3 separate regions of the Zea mays genome follow, and all the other regions are linked to region 2. The links are chromatin contacts, called in public Hi-C maps. All regions are on one chromosome and are shown on one strand. The core of a region is the stretch at or near the end of the contact, and the rest is flanking DNA. Distances in the headings are between cores, read along the strand shown. Region 1 holds the start of IVR1 (Beta-fructofuranosidase 1). Region 2 holds the start of LOC100273446. Region 3 holds the start of LOC100280450 (peroxisomal biogenesis factor 11 family protein).

Region 1 (4,094 bases), core at 96-2,595, 150 kb after region 2:
GGAGACCACGACGGCGCGTACAGGGACGTGTACAGGTGTGAGGATCGGGGCCTCTGTGCTTGAACAATTTTCAGGGACGTGTACAGGGATGTATATGTAAAGGAACATCACAGCTGCAGAGACCTATCTAGTGTTTATGCATGCATGGATCATGCCACGCTCGTCTAGATGGTTCCTTGAGAAATGTTTTATGGGATTACTTCCATGTTTGTTGGATGATCCTAATTTCCCTTTGTTGGACAATCCAAAACAAAACAAAGGGGAAAAAAAGGGCAAGTCGACGAACCCTACCGGCTACCCCTACCGTTGTCTCCTTCAATCGGTTGTCAGAAGTAATGGTAGCAGAACTGTCGTTTATACGCAACCCCATTGCCCATCCTTAACCAGCTTAGCTACATTATTACCGAACGTGTGACACCATGCATCGCCCACCACACAAAACCAACCCACCAGATTATCAAGTTATTATATCTGGCCATTAATTAATGATTCGATGCCAGCAAGATTCAAAACATGCTAGCCTCAACCTGAAACGTACCTGCACGGATGCCCAGCCCTTGAGGATGTCCGCGCGCTCGCTGTCGGTCTCGCCGACCCACCCCCAGAGCACCCGCCGGCGAAGGACGGGGTCGTAGAAGGTCTTGGACGCGTAGTACTTTCCGTAGTCGTACCGGAGGCCGATGCCGACGTCGTCCTCCGCGCTGTCGGGGGTCCAGGTGTCCGTCGCCGGGTCGTAGGTGCCGATCGCGTAGTAGTCGTGCTTGTCGTCGTCGAGGCTGGCCTTGAGCACGTGCTTCACCCCGGGCCCCGGCGCCGCGGACGTCTCCAGCCCGTCCCCGCTGTCCGCCGCGGCGCCTGATCCCGCGGCCACCGGGTAGAAGTCCACGCACTCCCACATGCCCGTGCCCGGCACGGCGTGCATCAGCGCCGGCGCCGGGTCGTACCGCACGAAGTCCTCCGTCCGGTACACCAGCGCCAAGCCCGCGTGGTCCCGGTCCTTGGACCCGATGGCGACCCGCCACGCCGGCGTGTCGTTGCCGGGCGTCCGCCACGCCGTCGTCGGGTCGCGGAAGTCCGTCGGCCCGATGCCCGGCGGCGGCACCAGCACCGGGTTGGCGTCCGACTTGACCCACTCCCGCAGCAGCGGGTCGGACGCGTCGGCCGGCTCCGCGAGGTTCTGCACCTGCGCCGACGACTCCGCCGTGGAGCCCGTGTAGAGCATGACGATCCGGCCGTCGGGCAGGCGCGTCGCCGACCCGGACCAGACGCCGTTGGCGTCGTACGGGTGATCGGGCACCATGGCCAGCGGTAGGTGCAGCCAGTGGAGGAGGTCGCGCGAGACGGCGTGGCCCCAGGTGATGTTGCCCCATACCGCGGAGTCCGGGTTCCACTGGTAGAAGAGGTGGTACCAGCCCTTGTGATACAGCGGACCTGCGTGCAATGCAAAAAAAAAAAATGTCACGACATCAATACGCGAAAGCTAGCTGATTGGACAATATATATGTACCGAACCGATACGATTATGTCGTGCATTGACCCGTGGACGTGGAATGCTAGGAGCCGCATGCACGCAGAAAAGCAGCATGCCGAGCTCACATGTGATCGATCGGATCGGAGCCAACAACTTACCGTTCGGATCTAGAGAAGCCGGTCGAGGAAGATAGATATACGCGGCCGGCGGATCGGGTATCGCCATGTGCACGAGGCGTCCGTGACAGAAACGCGGAACCAAGTTAGAGCCAGAACGAGAGGAAAAAAAGAAAAAAAAAACGATCCGCGCGTCGTCACCGATGGCGACGGGTCCAACTAACCGTTCATCCAGTTCTTGGGGGGCTGGAAGTGGAACGCCGTGCGCTGCCACGCCAGCATCGCGTTGGTCCAGGAGAAGTCCTGGAGCGCGCCGGCGCCGAGGAGCTGGGCCGTTGACTTCTCCGACACGCCCTCAGCCACGCCACGGGAGGCGGCCACCTCGACGACGACGGCATCTTCGCCCGCGGGAACGCCCCCACCCTGCCCGTCGACGTGCTGCGACGCGAGGACTGTGACCGCCACGACGACGAGCAGGAGCACGGCGGAGACGACGGCGGGGAGAACGGTCGGCGTCGCCGGCGGCCGCTTCTGCCCGGCGCCGGCGGCAGCCCGCCCCCGAGGGTCCGTCTCCGGGAGCAACGGCCTGCGCGCGCCCCCGCCGTCCAGCGTCGTCGGATCAGCAACGGCAGGGATCATGGCTGCCTCCTCCAGAAACACCAGGCTTTCTCGCTATCTAGGGTTCGAGTAATGGTAGACGAGATCGAGGCATGCACGATCGGTGGCACAGCAGCCGCCTTATGCTGTGGCTGGCATGGGCGTGTTCATACGGGAGGCATGCGCCAAGGATGAACGAGAGAGAGAGAGGTGAACGTTGGAGCAGCGCAGCAGGCGCCAAGCGAGCAGTATTTATAGCCAGGCAGCCTTATTTGGAAGGAAGGACAGATGCAATCTGGCAACGATCTTTCAAGCTTTCGGCTATTGTTTGGAAGCCAAGTGCGGCTACCGGACGAATCGGGCGAGGAAAGCACGGACCCTTTTGCTTCGGAACACCGGGTTTTGTGTTGTTGGGTCCAAGTGGATAGGAGACCGAGTCACCAAGATCACGCCCTAATTCATACTCCCTCCGTCCAAGTTTAACTGGCGTTTTAGCTTTTCTCAGACATAATACCAGCAAAGAGAATAGACGCATGTACCCCTGTGATCTAGCGTGACGTATTAACTGCAATTACTGCTGAGTACACGAAACGGTTCACAGCCTCCAGCCCTCCACGGTGCTTTATTTCGGCGTCACTTTCTTCCCACCATTTTTTCACCACAAAACAACACATTGGCGGGAGCTTTTTTCATAAAAATTTCAGAAACAACAGGCGGCAGCACAAATTTTTGGAGGCAATACAAATCTCTGGCGCTTCTTTTTTAGATTTACAGCTCTATAAATACAACCCACCCAGTTACACAGTCACAAGCACAACACCTTCAAATACACCACCATGAATTCCGATCTGAATAGCTTCCCTGGAGATGTACAAGATGAATCCGCAGCAAACACATCTTTGGCGTCAGCTATTGACCTGAACAGCTTCCCAATAGGTAAGTCAATCAGTTGCTTCTCTACTTGTTGTTATATTGATATTTTTGTTTCAACAACAAATGCAGATAACGAAGTTTTACCTGATCTAAATGAGGTACTCCATCCATTTGAACTCAATGAGCATTGGGGATACCAGGCGAAGAATACCACGAAGCAACAACGGGATGCAATATACAGTTCACTGCTAGAAAGAAGCCACAATGGAAAATTATTCAAGAACTGTACCCAGTTAGTTTCTGTTGCCCATAATGTGAGTATCAGGACAGTGCAGCGCATATGGGATAGTTAACGTCGAGAAAGAGTACGAAGAATACAACCCAAGTAATCTAAGAAGAGTATTCTTGACACTTCAAGCATGCATGATTGAGGTGATGAAAAACAATGGAGGCAGTCGATACAAGCTCCGCACATGAACAAGTCTAGATTAGAGGCTCTAGGCATTCTACCTGATAGGCTAGATTTAGAACCCGAATTGTACGAGCAGGTGCTAATGACATTGAGTACCCAAGAATAGAAGTATCAAGTGAATGAAGGAGCATCTTTCTGTTGTTCACCCGTCGTCACCTTGCCTGCTCCTTTCTCTTCATTCGCCGAAGTAGCAGCATTCTTGCACAGTGCGTTCTCTTCTCCCGTTAATGAAGCAGCAACCTTGTATCCTCCCGTCTTCGAAGCAGCCACCTTGCCTTCCTCCTCCATCGCCGAAGCAGCAACCTTGCCTCCTCCCTTCACCGCGTCCTCCCTTGCATCTTCATCGGAAGATGTGTAATCTACCAGCACCGCCCCCATCCGGCGTCGAGGGATTGTGGGGCGGATGTAAGGGTGCTGGCGCTGGCGAACGGGGGCTTGGATGGAGCGACGAAGACGACCTTGTAGGTAAGCCTTTCGCCATTTCTAGCTAGGGTCAGATTCTTCACTCGATTATGGAGAATAGTAGGGCGGAGGAACTGGATCCATCTCGTGGTTGAGAGAGGGC
Region 2 (4,724 bases), core at 1,565-4,064:
TAATTTGTTAGTCTTTTTTTCCGACTACATTCGAATTAATGGTAATGAACCATACACACAAACTACATTTGTAGATTAATTAATGAATGTATATTTAGTCTAAAACGAATTATATATATTTTGGTATGAAGGGAATATTAGTTTTGGCCGTACGATCGAATCTAGATCAGCCGGCCGGTCCAAATTTAATTTAATAACAGAGCAAATGAGGTCGAGATGTAAAGTAGGGCTGCGTAATGATCAGGTCGAGCCCACGCCGGACCGCCCGCAACTCCGCAGCACGCCGGCCGGCTGCCCCACACGGCCAGCCCTATCCAGTTCGTCTTGCCTCATCTCTGGAACTACTTATATCTTTAATCAGGTTTAGCAGTTAGCACGCACTCTCTGTATATACTGTCCATCTGATCTATCTATAGTATATAACAAATTGTCTTATTTCGGAACCTATCTATAATACTACTACTGATGCACACAGTACAATTGTTATATTAATCTAGTCCATGATGCGTGTGTGTGACAATATAAACAGTTGCATGGCTACGTCATGTCGTCAGATGGTAAAACTTTGGCTGCAGTGAAGATGCTGGGCGCACAACGCCCAGCATCAACCTCCGATCCGTTGCTGGTTGCTGGCTCTAAGCGCTTTTGCCAGGAGCCAAGGATAGTAAAAATTAATTGACCAGCTACTACTAATGACACACATATATAGCTAGCTAGCTAGCTAGGCAGCCCTGTGCTAGCTGGTCCTGTTCAAACGTGACGTATCTTGAAAGGCTTAATAAGCGATCCCTTTGGGCCTCTTTTTCAGGGAAGGATACGATCGAGCACTACTAGTGTCCGAGGCGTTTCCCTGTAGGTTTCCATTTGGAGGAAGGTCGCCATCCGAAATATACTTGGGTCGGTCGAGCTAGAGACGTACGGGCCCAGCCGACCTGAGAGCGACGACCATCAGGGAGAACCAGACAGAGAGCTGGATGAGTTGCTGTTGTTGGTTACTTACTGACAGCTAGCTCTAGCAGACGACACGACCAACCATGGACAGGTGCAGCGCGTTAACAGTCACCAAGAGATTGACCTATGACGAAGAATTATTCACACAGAAACCATGTGCATGCATATATTTGTCTATCTATTAGAGTGCGTATATATATCAAAGATATCATGCATTCTCCACGTATATATAATTGCACAAATCGATAGCCTTGGGCCACGGTCACTAACAAACAAAGCGAACTGTGGCCGATGGACATGCATGCCATGCAACATCACCTGTGAAACGTCTGGTTCATTAGACATAGTGCATGGTGGCGTGGTTGCAATCGATTCACCGATCGATTAGGTCACAATGATGAGAGCCCGCATCCCATCGATCGCCAGCCGTTGATAGCCATAATAACTTGGCTTCTAGGGCCACACGCACCGATCGATGATTCATGCACGTTTCAGTTAAAGCCCCGTTTGGTTACAGTAGTCTTAGGACTAAAATTTAGTCCAGAGACTAAACTTTAGTCCCTACACTGTTTGGTTGTAGGGACTAAATAGATTTTAAATACATTAAATACAACGCATAAATACTAAAATACACATTTTCTTGTTTCACGTCAAGGCAAGGGCAATTGGAGTAAATGTTGGCCTTTAATCCCTTTTAGCACCCATATGAGGGACTAGAGAGTAAAACCAATTAGTCATTACTTTAGTCCATCCGTTTGGCAAAATAGAGACTAAACGAGACTAAAACCAGAGACTAAAGATTAGCCCCTCTAACCAAATGGGGTCTAAGGGCCCGTTTTGTTTGAGGGACTAATAAAGATTAGTCCCTCTATTTTAATCTCATTTAGTCACTACATTGCCAAACGGTGGGACTAAAATAGGGACTAAACTGTTTTATTCTCTAGTCCCTCAAGGGGTGACTAAAAGAGACTAAATCATATAAATTCCACTTTTTGCCCCTCATTTATTTCAGTTGCACTAATTAAGGGAGAATGATAAGGGATATTTTAGTCTTTTTACGATTCATTTAATGTGTTTTGAAAAGTTTTAGTCCCTAAAACCAAACAGCATATGACTAAACTTTAGTCTTCTAACTAAACTTTAGTCACTCGACTAAAGTAACCAAACGGGTTCTAAGTCTCTCGATCTGGATTATCGAATGTGAAAACAAGACAATTGCACATCACCGGCAATGTGAAAGGAGTAGCAGCGGCAGCACCTTTTACCACATCGTACGTGTTGCAGACTTGCAGTTGCACTCCGCCTTCCTCCTCCCCCATCTCTCCCTGCCTGCCCGGCCGCCTCTGTGAGTTTCAGAAGAAGAAAGGTGGTGGCGCAGAGCAAGTTGCATATCCGGCCGGTTCCGGTTCCGGCCTTTTGTCGCTCGCCTCGCGTCTGGCTGGCACCGCCCACCATCTCTTTTCTCGCATGCATATGTCCGGAAGGCAGCCCCTCGCTTGGCGCACTGGAGTGAAAACCTCTCGCACGTTTTGGCTTGGAGGACCGGGATCGCTGAGAGGCCGGCCGGCACAGACCGATCGATGCCGGTCGCTGTCGTCGGCGGGTGAGGTGAGGCGAGGTGGCGGTTACGGCGAAGAAGGCCAATAGAAAAACGCGGAGGGGGTGAGGGAGGGAGAGCGAGCGAGAGATCGGGGAGGGAGATCTCCGCGTCGCTGTCCCCGCCCGCGTTGCGCCTGGATTGCACCCAGCCTTGGCCCGCAATCCATCCGCGCTTTCCGGCGCCACCCACCACCGCCCACCGCCATATATACACCACGCTGCGCGCGCCCCTTATCGATCCCGCCTCTTCTCCTCCGTGTATCGATCCGGCTAGCTGACGACAGCGAGGGAGCTTCCGATCCCGCCAGCACACATCAAGGTAGCCCCTCCATGCATTTCCCCCCGCCCTGAGCTCTAGCTCCCATGCACTCTCGCTCGCCCATTTGCTGAACTGCGGCGGCTGGGCTGATCGATGATGCATGGTCTGCGCGCGTGTACAGTTGTTTAATTTTCGATCCATTCGCGCGAAGCGGGCCGGCCGGCCGGCGAGGAAAGGGTGGTGGTGCGGCGCGAAGCGTTTCGGCCGGTGCTCCAGTACCTTGCAGTCGGCGTGCTAAAAGGAGTGTGTGAAGCCGCCGGCGCAGCTAGCTTTGGCACGAGCACGACCGCACCAGGCCAGCTCAGGTAATCTGCTATCCATCTTGTTACGTCTGCACGTAGGTTTCGATAGTCCAGCTACGGCAGTACTGCATGCTCCACAGTCGGGATGTGCGAAGGACATGCTAATTCGACAGTGTTTTCAAACCTTGAGAAAATCTAAGGCAAGCTGTTGTCGTCGGGATTCACAGTCTTAATTATTTTCTACGGCTTCTTGTTTAGAGGAAAGCAAATATGCATGCATGCATTAATATGGTCATGAGCTTTACTGATGCTTCCGCCTCAGGATATAGTTGCAAAATGTTTCCGAGACAGTGAACTACGTACTCCAAAGTCTTCTCTCTTTACCACGCTGTCATCTTTGAACGTTGATTTAGCCAATTCAACGTAAAGGTCTCGCCACGGGGGTATGAAATCTAGCTTCATTGACACAAAAGAAATAGACAAAGCAACGCATATACTGGGTTTTCGTCCGGGTGATCATATGATATATGCTACTGTCAGCAGGGCCAAAACTAAGTGGGTGTTTGGTTTCTAGCTATGGACTAATTTTTATTCCTTACATTTTATTTCATTTTAGTTTCTAAATTGTCAAATACGAAAACTAAAATAGAGTTTTAGTTTCCATATCTTTTGTGGTCAACAAAGGAGAGATATTACGCGGCTTGTTCGGTTAGATTAGGGGTAGACTAAGAGAAATTAGATTCCTCCTTATTCAGTTTTGAATAGAAATGAATTTAATTCCCCCTCGTTCCTCACAATCCCACTCAAACCAAACATGGCCTTAATTAGATATATTGTGTTGAATGGACCAAAATATTTTCAAAACTCCATTAATAGCTAAAGCTGTAAGATTTTGGTGGGGTCTCATTCAAAACCACAAGTGCTTTTATCACTATAGAAACTAAGGGTCAAGTTTTCTAATTAGAAAAAAACTTTCGTTACATATTCTTGAACAGGACGGCCCGGGCCATACATTATTATCATTCATTTTGCTAGTACAAATTAGATAGGCCCACACACCAGAAGACTAGCTGACAACAGAAGTTATGGCTAAATGATAGCTTTATTGTTAACCATGGTGCAGTGAGGTTTGCTTGACGTCTACCAGCTGCGCATAATAACTTGGCTCGGAAGAAGAAGAAGATGGACGCTTTCACACATGTTCCTCCCGGCTTTCGTTTCCACCCTACCGATGAGGAACTCGTTGACTACTACCTTAGGAAAAAGGTAGCACTGAAGAAGATAGATTTGGATGTGATAAAAGATGTGGATTTGTACAAGATTGAGCCTTGGGATCTGCAAGGTACATCAACCTAAACTCGATTTGTACTCCGAGCTTGCATGATGAGACATAAAACTGTACTTAGCTGAGATATGTACACCTCAAAGCATGTGTGGAACAACAAGCTTCTTGTGGAGTCATTATGCATGAAGCTCAACGGTTATAAGCCGCTAACTCACTTCTACATATGCATGGTGACGAAACAGAAAAGTGCAGGATTGGAAGCGAAGAGCAGAACGAGTGGTACTTCTTCAGCCACAAGGACAAGAAGTACCCAACCGGCACTCGCACC
Region 3 (4,163 bases), core at 344-2,843, 240 kb after region 2:
GAGGGCTCGTGGAGCAATTTGGCAAGCATGACTGACCTATGCGTTTAGTTTTCTGACTAAAGTTTAGCTTGTGTTATACCAAATATTGGAATATCAGTTGGTGGAACCAAACACCCCCTTATCAAAATAGGAAGCCATATAAATCCAATGTACTATATATTACGCGATCGCCCTAATCAAAAAGTAAAAACACCACAATAATGATGGGAGAGAAGCGGTAGACAATTCCAACATTGGACCTTGTAAGTAGTAAATTCAGAGCAATAAACTGAGAAAAATACAGCAAATCAATTTTGATATGAGTTAGAAATAAAAATAACTAAATACAGAGTCTATATGAAACATGATTAAGATGTAAATTTGACATTTTCCACGGTGATGTTAGTACTTAGTAAACCAAACACTCCATAAAACCCTTATATACTGATTTAGGCCTTATTTGTTTCCCTCTAAATTATATAATTTGGATTATGGTGAAATTGAGATTACAAATAAGTTACCCAGTACTAGCTTATTTCAGCTTATTTTGTGGCACAATGTGATATTTTACTTTTATATTCTTTCACCATAATCTAACTTATATAATCTAGAAGGGAAACAAATACACTCTTACTCCTCAAATCTCAAAGATGATTTAAGTTTTCAAATTAGGCCTTAAAGGTTATTGCTGGAGATAGAAAAGGTTCAAATCTGGCAATATCATCATGCATCGCAGCCGCAGTTAAATAAGTGAATGAAAAATATGCACATGTAGGCCGAAGCGGCCCAGTTCACGAGGGCCAGTTTCTGTACCAGCCAGCCCACGCTGACACGAGGCCGCTAATCCCCAGCGTGACGGCGTGGTTGCAGAACGGGTTGGGATCGGTTTCCGCGACGGCGATGATCAGGTCGGCGGCGTTGGCCGCCGTCGCCATGAGCCGCATCACCCTGTCCACCCGGATCCTCCGCACCTCCTTCTCCGCGGCGTCCTTGGCGCCTTCCCTCAGCAGCTCCCTCTCCTGCCGCAGGCCCCGCCTGATCATGATGAAGTCCATGGCGATGAAAAACACGTAGCCGACGGCCTCGCCGAAGGCCGACACGAAGCTGGCCCGGCGCGCCAGCCAGGGCTCGAGCACGCCCGCGCGGGACAGCCACGTGAAGTGGTCGAAGAAGAAGTAGACCATCTCGCCGGCGTTGGCCAGCACGGCCAGCGCGCCGAGCTCCCCCGGGACCGGGACCGGGCCGCGGCGCAGCGCGTTGAACCCGGCCAGGAAGCGGCCCGACCGGAACGCCTTGCGGCTCAGCCCGGACGCCGTCTCCCAGCTCTTGGCGCGCTGCGCGAGCTCCGGGAGCGAAGACTCGGCGCCCCAGTGCGCCAGCTTGGACACGTACTGGAACGTCTTGACCAGCTTGTCGATGCCGTCGCGCTTCGCCAGGAACACCACCAGCTTGTCGAGCGTGTCGCCGTTGCTCATGATCAGCTAGCTGGCGAGACGCTGCGTGCGGCTTGTCGTTGGCGAGAAGAAGCAGGACGCGTGCGCGCACAAAACATGGGTGAGAGCGTGAGGCTGGCGCGGCGTGTGCGTGTGGTTTGGCTTCGGATAGAGGCGTACTTGGCCAGGATGCGTTTCTCCTCTGCTCTAGAGTGCAGAAGTGTTACTTTCTGGCGGCGAGAGGATTGAGGAGATGAGGAGCGGGGACAGGATAGCTCCCCTCTCATCTTTGTCCGCTTTCTTGATTGGTGCCTGTGGCTTTGTTGCGAGCAAATGGTGCCTGTGCCATTTCGCCGGCAGTTGTGGCTGGAGAGGGAAAAAAACAGGGCAAGATGGAACAAAAGGACTAAGGACCTGCTATGGTAGCAGCCGCCAGCCAGATTCCAGAATCTGTAGGAAATTGGGATCTGCCTTTTCAGGTCCAAAGTATTGTTCTCTTGAGGGTCGTCGCACACAAGCGCCACCTGAATTAAGACCCTGAGAAGGAATATCACTACAACGCCAAATTGAAGAATTTGTCCTTTTTTTTCTGATCCGCGTACATATTGTGTCCAGTCATAACAGGAGGCTAAAGACAAGATTATCTGGAGATGACCCGCGATGACCAGTACAACGCCAGATCTCCTTTTGGGCATCTCGCCAAAGAAGACTACGATGTTTGCTCTAGTGTCCTGACACACTAAGGAGTCGACAGTCGTGCAGGCCGCCGTGAGAGAAGGAAAGATCGACGATGACGAATCGTGCTTCACTGGAGAACATGGGCCAAAGAGCTCGGCTAAGTTGGAGACAGAAGCATGCTCTCCTGCGCCTCCACATATGTAAGTTTTGTCCATGTTTGCATCTAAACATCTACCATACAAAGAACAACATAGGCTACTACCCAATTCGAACCTCTCTATATTATGATTGTATTATACTCTGTGTCATCGATCTATTGTAGCAGTCTTTTGTCTAGCCCCCTCCCTCTGATTTTCTGTACCTAAAAAAAGAAAATGCTCCCTCTATTTGAAAAGATAAAAATGCATCTCCTCGCGCTGATGAAATCAAAACTTGAGTCATTTTGAATTCAGATCTGTGAGCCATTTCTCTCTCCAAAAAAGGGAGAGAAATAACAATGCCAAACGGAGTAACAACGGGTTAAACCATCGTCACTGTCCAAACATACAGTCTAGCAAGTGCAGCAAAACATGCAAAGAGGGTATCTAGGTTCTAGGAGATGGCCAGCTCGGCTTCGGCCCAGGCCAGAGACGAATTCCTGAGCAAGGTGGCCGCCGACGCTTCGATGCCTTCCTCCAGGATGGCCGCGATCATGCTCATGGAGGGCCGCCGCGACGGCTCCAGGTCGATGCACAGGTTCACCACGTTGCAGACGATGCCCAGGCTCTCCTGGTTCACGCTCTGCAGCCTCGGGTCCACCAGCTTGCCGAACTCCTCGGGATGCTCCAGGTGCTTTCTTGCCTGCGTGCAACGCGCCCGGTATTTGTCAGTGATAACACATGCAGATAGCCTCAGGCAGTGTAGCATGAGCAGGCTTGGCCGCTCGAGTCAAGAAGAGTCATTACCCAATCCACCAAGCCTCCTGTATCTTTGGAAACCGAGGCTCTGCCACTGACCAGCTCCAGCAGGATCACGCCAAACGCGTAAGTGTTGGCCTGGACGTCCATGAAGCGCTTATGCCGAGAATCTGTAACGCTGTTGACTGACCCGCCATTTAGTGAGCCAAATCCTGGTTTGGTCGCAAGATATCTCCACCTCTCGAAATCGATTATCTGCAAAACCGCAATCAGTTGCAGTTGTTATCTGAACTGAACTAAGACTAGGACCTCATGCTCAGGAATCAGGATGCTATGCTACCAGCAGCAGGTAACTCAGACCTTTGGGGAGAAGTCTTCAGTTAGGTAGACTGAACTAGACGTCAGTGCAGCAACTGCAAACGGAGGTTGCAGCTCAGTGTGCAAGTATCTGAGAGCCCTCGAGATGGCGAGTGCTAATTTCATCCGTCTAGGCCAAGATAGCTGCCACCCATCTCCATCTGCAAACAGACAACGCACCGTGTTCATGCCACCATCCATGGAGGCATGGAGCAAGGCAAGAGCTTGTTGGCTTACCGTGCAGATGCTCGTAGAGTGTCCCATTTGGTGGGTACTGAAAGACTAGCATTCTCGAAAATGGATCAGACTCCTTGCAGTATCCCACCATCTTTGCGACATTTTCGTGACTCGGTCTGGACATTTCTATCACCTGAATATTTCGAGAATATTATGAGATATGATTACGCAGTAGTAAAAATCTTAATGTGGGAACAGTTGGTGAACACCCGCCTCCTTGTGAAAGTGAAGTTCGACATAGTCATTCCAGTAATGCACCGGAACAGACAGCGACACAACAGCGATTTCCCGGCCATCCTTCAGAGTTCCCTTGTACACAACTGTCTCCTGAGACGATCCAATTATGTTGCTGAAGTCCTCGCAAGCCTCTGCCAGCTCCTGCCGGCTTATCTTTGGCACATTTACCAGGAGGTCATCATCTACACGAGCAACAACCCGTAATCGACACAGTGTAAAAAAATTCAGTTTTTGTCAGCTACTCGCAAAAGAAGCAGGCACTAACCGATTGAGATTACGGTGTTCTCCTTCCAGCTTACAGCTCTTGTCCATGGAACACTGGTCTCAGACCCAGAGGATCTGGCTC

What was found. A called contact is a pair of places that touch in the nucleus more often than the background predicts.
Region 1: a Hi-C map of ear shows a contact between it and region 2, with 2.6 times the contacts expected there. The contact joins the promoter of IVR1 here to the promoter of LOC100273446 in region 2. A contact is called at or near these places in 8 of 25 Hi-C or Micro-C datasets (bundle sheath, ear, endosperm and 2 more).
Region 3: a contact with region 2 is called in a Hi-C map of ear, with 3 times the contacts expected there. The contact joins the promoter of LOC100280450 here to the promoter of LOC100273446 in region 2. A contact is called at or near these places in 6 of 25 Hi-C or Micro-C datasets (bundle sheath, ear, endosperm and 2 more).

What each region holds. Positions count from the first base shown.
Region 1 is chr2:24,295,809-24,299,902 of Zm-B73-REFERENCE-NAM-5.0, forward strand. IVR1 (Beta-fructofuranosidase 1) reads right to left here and starts at 1,346. Exons shown (of 5, transcript NM_001176120.1): 1 at 539-1,346. The coding sequence starts at 1,300. It overlaps LOC109944488 (a long non-coding RNA gene), which reads left to right and starts at 2,994. Exons shown (of 2, transcript XR_002267525.2): 1 at 2,994-3,120; 2 at 3,187-3,674.
Region 2 is chr2:24,147,958-24,152,681 of Zm-B73-REFERENCE-NAM-5.0, forward strand. It overlaps LOC100273446, which reads left to right and starts at 2,815. Exons shown (of 4, transcript NM_001147883.1): 1 at 2,815-3,174; 2 at 4,235-4,453; 3 at 4,639-4,724. The coding sequence starts at 4,294.
Region 3 is chr2:24,393,907-24,398,069 of Zm-B73-REFERENCE-NAM-5.0, forward strand. LOC100280450 (peroxisomal biogenesis factor 11 family protein) reads right to left here and starts at 1,594. Exons shown (of 1, transcript NM_001153370.1): 1 at 634-1,594. The coding sequence starts at 1,454. The coding sequence ends at 771. LOC103648480 (probable LRR receptor-like serine/threonine-protein kinase At1g63430) reads right to left here. Exons shown (of 13, transcript XM_020548223.3): 8 at 4,083-4,163; 9 at 3,794-3,999; 10 at 3,581-3,713; 11 at 3,347-3,504; 12 at 3,035-3,241; 13 at 2,508-2,930. The coding sequence ends at 2,682.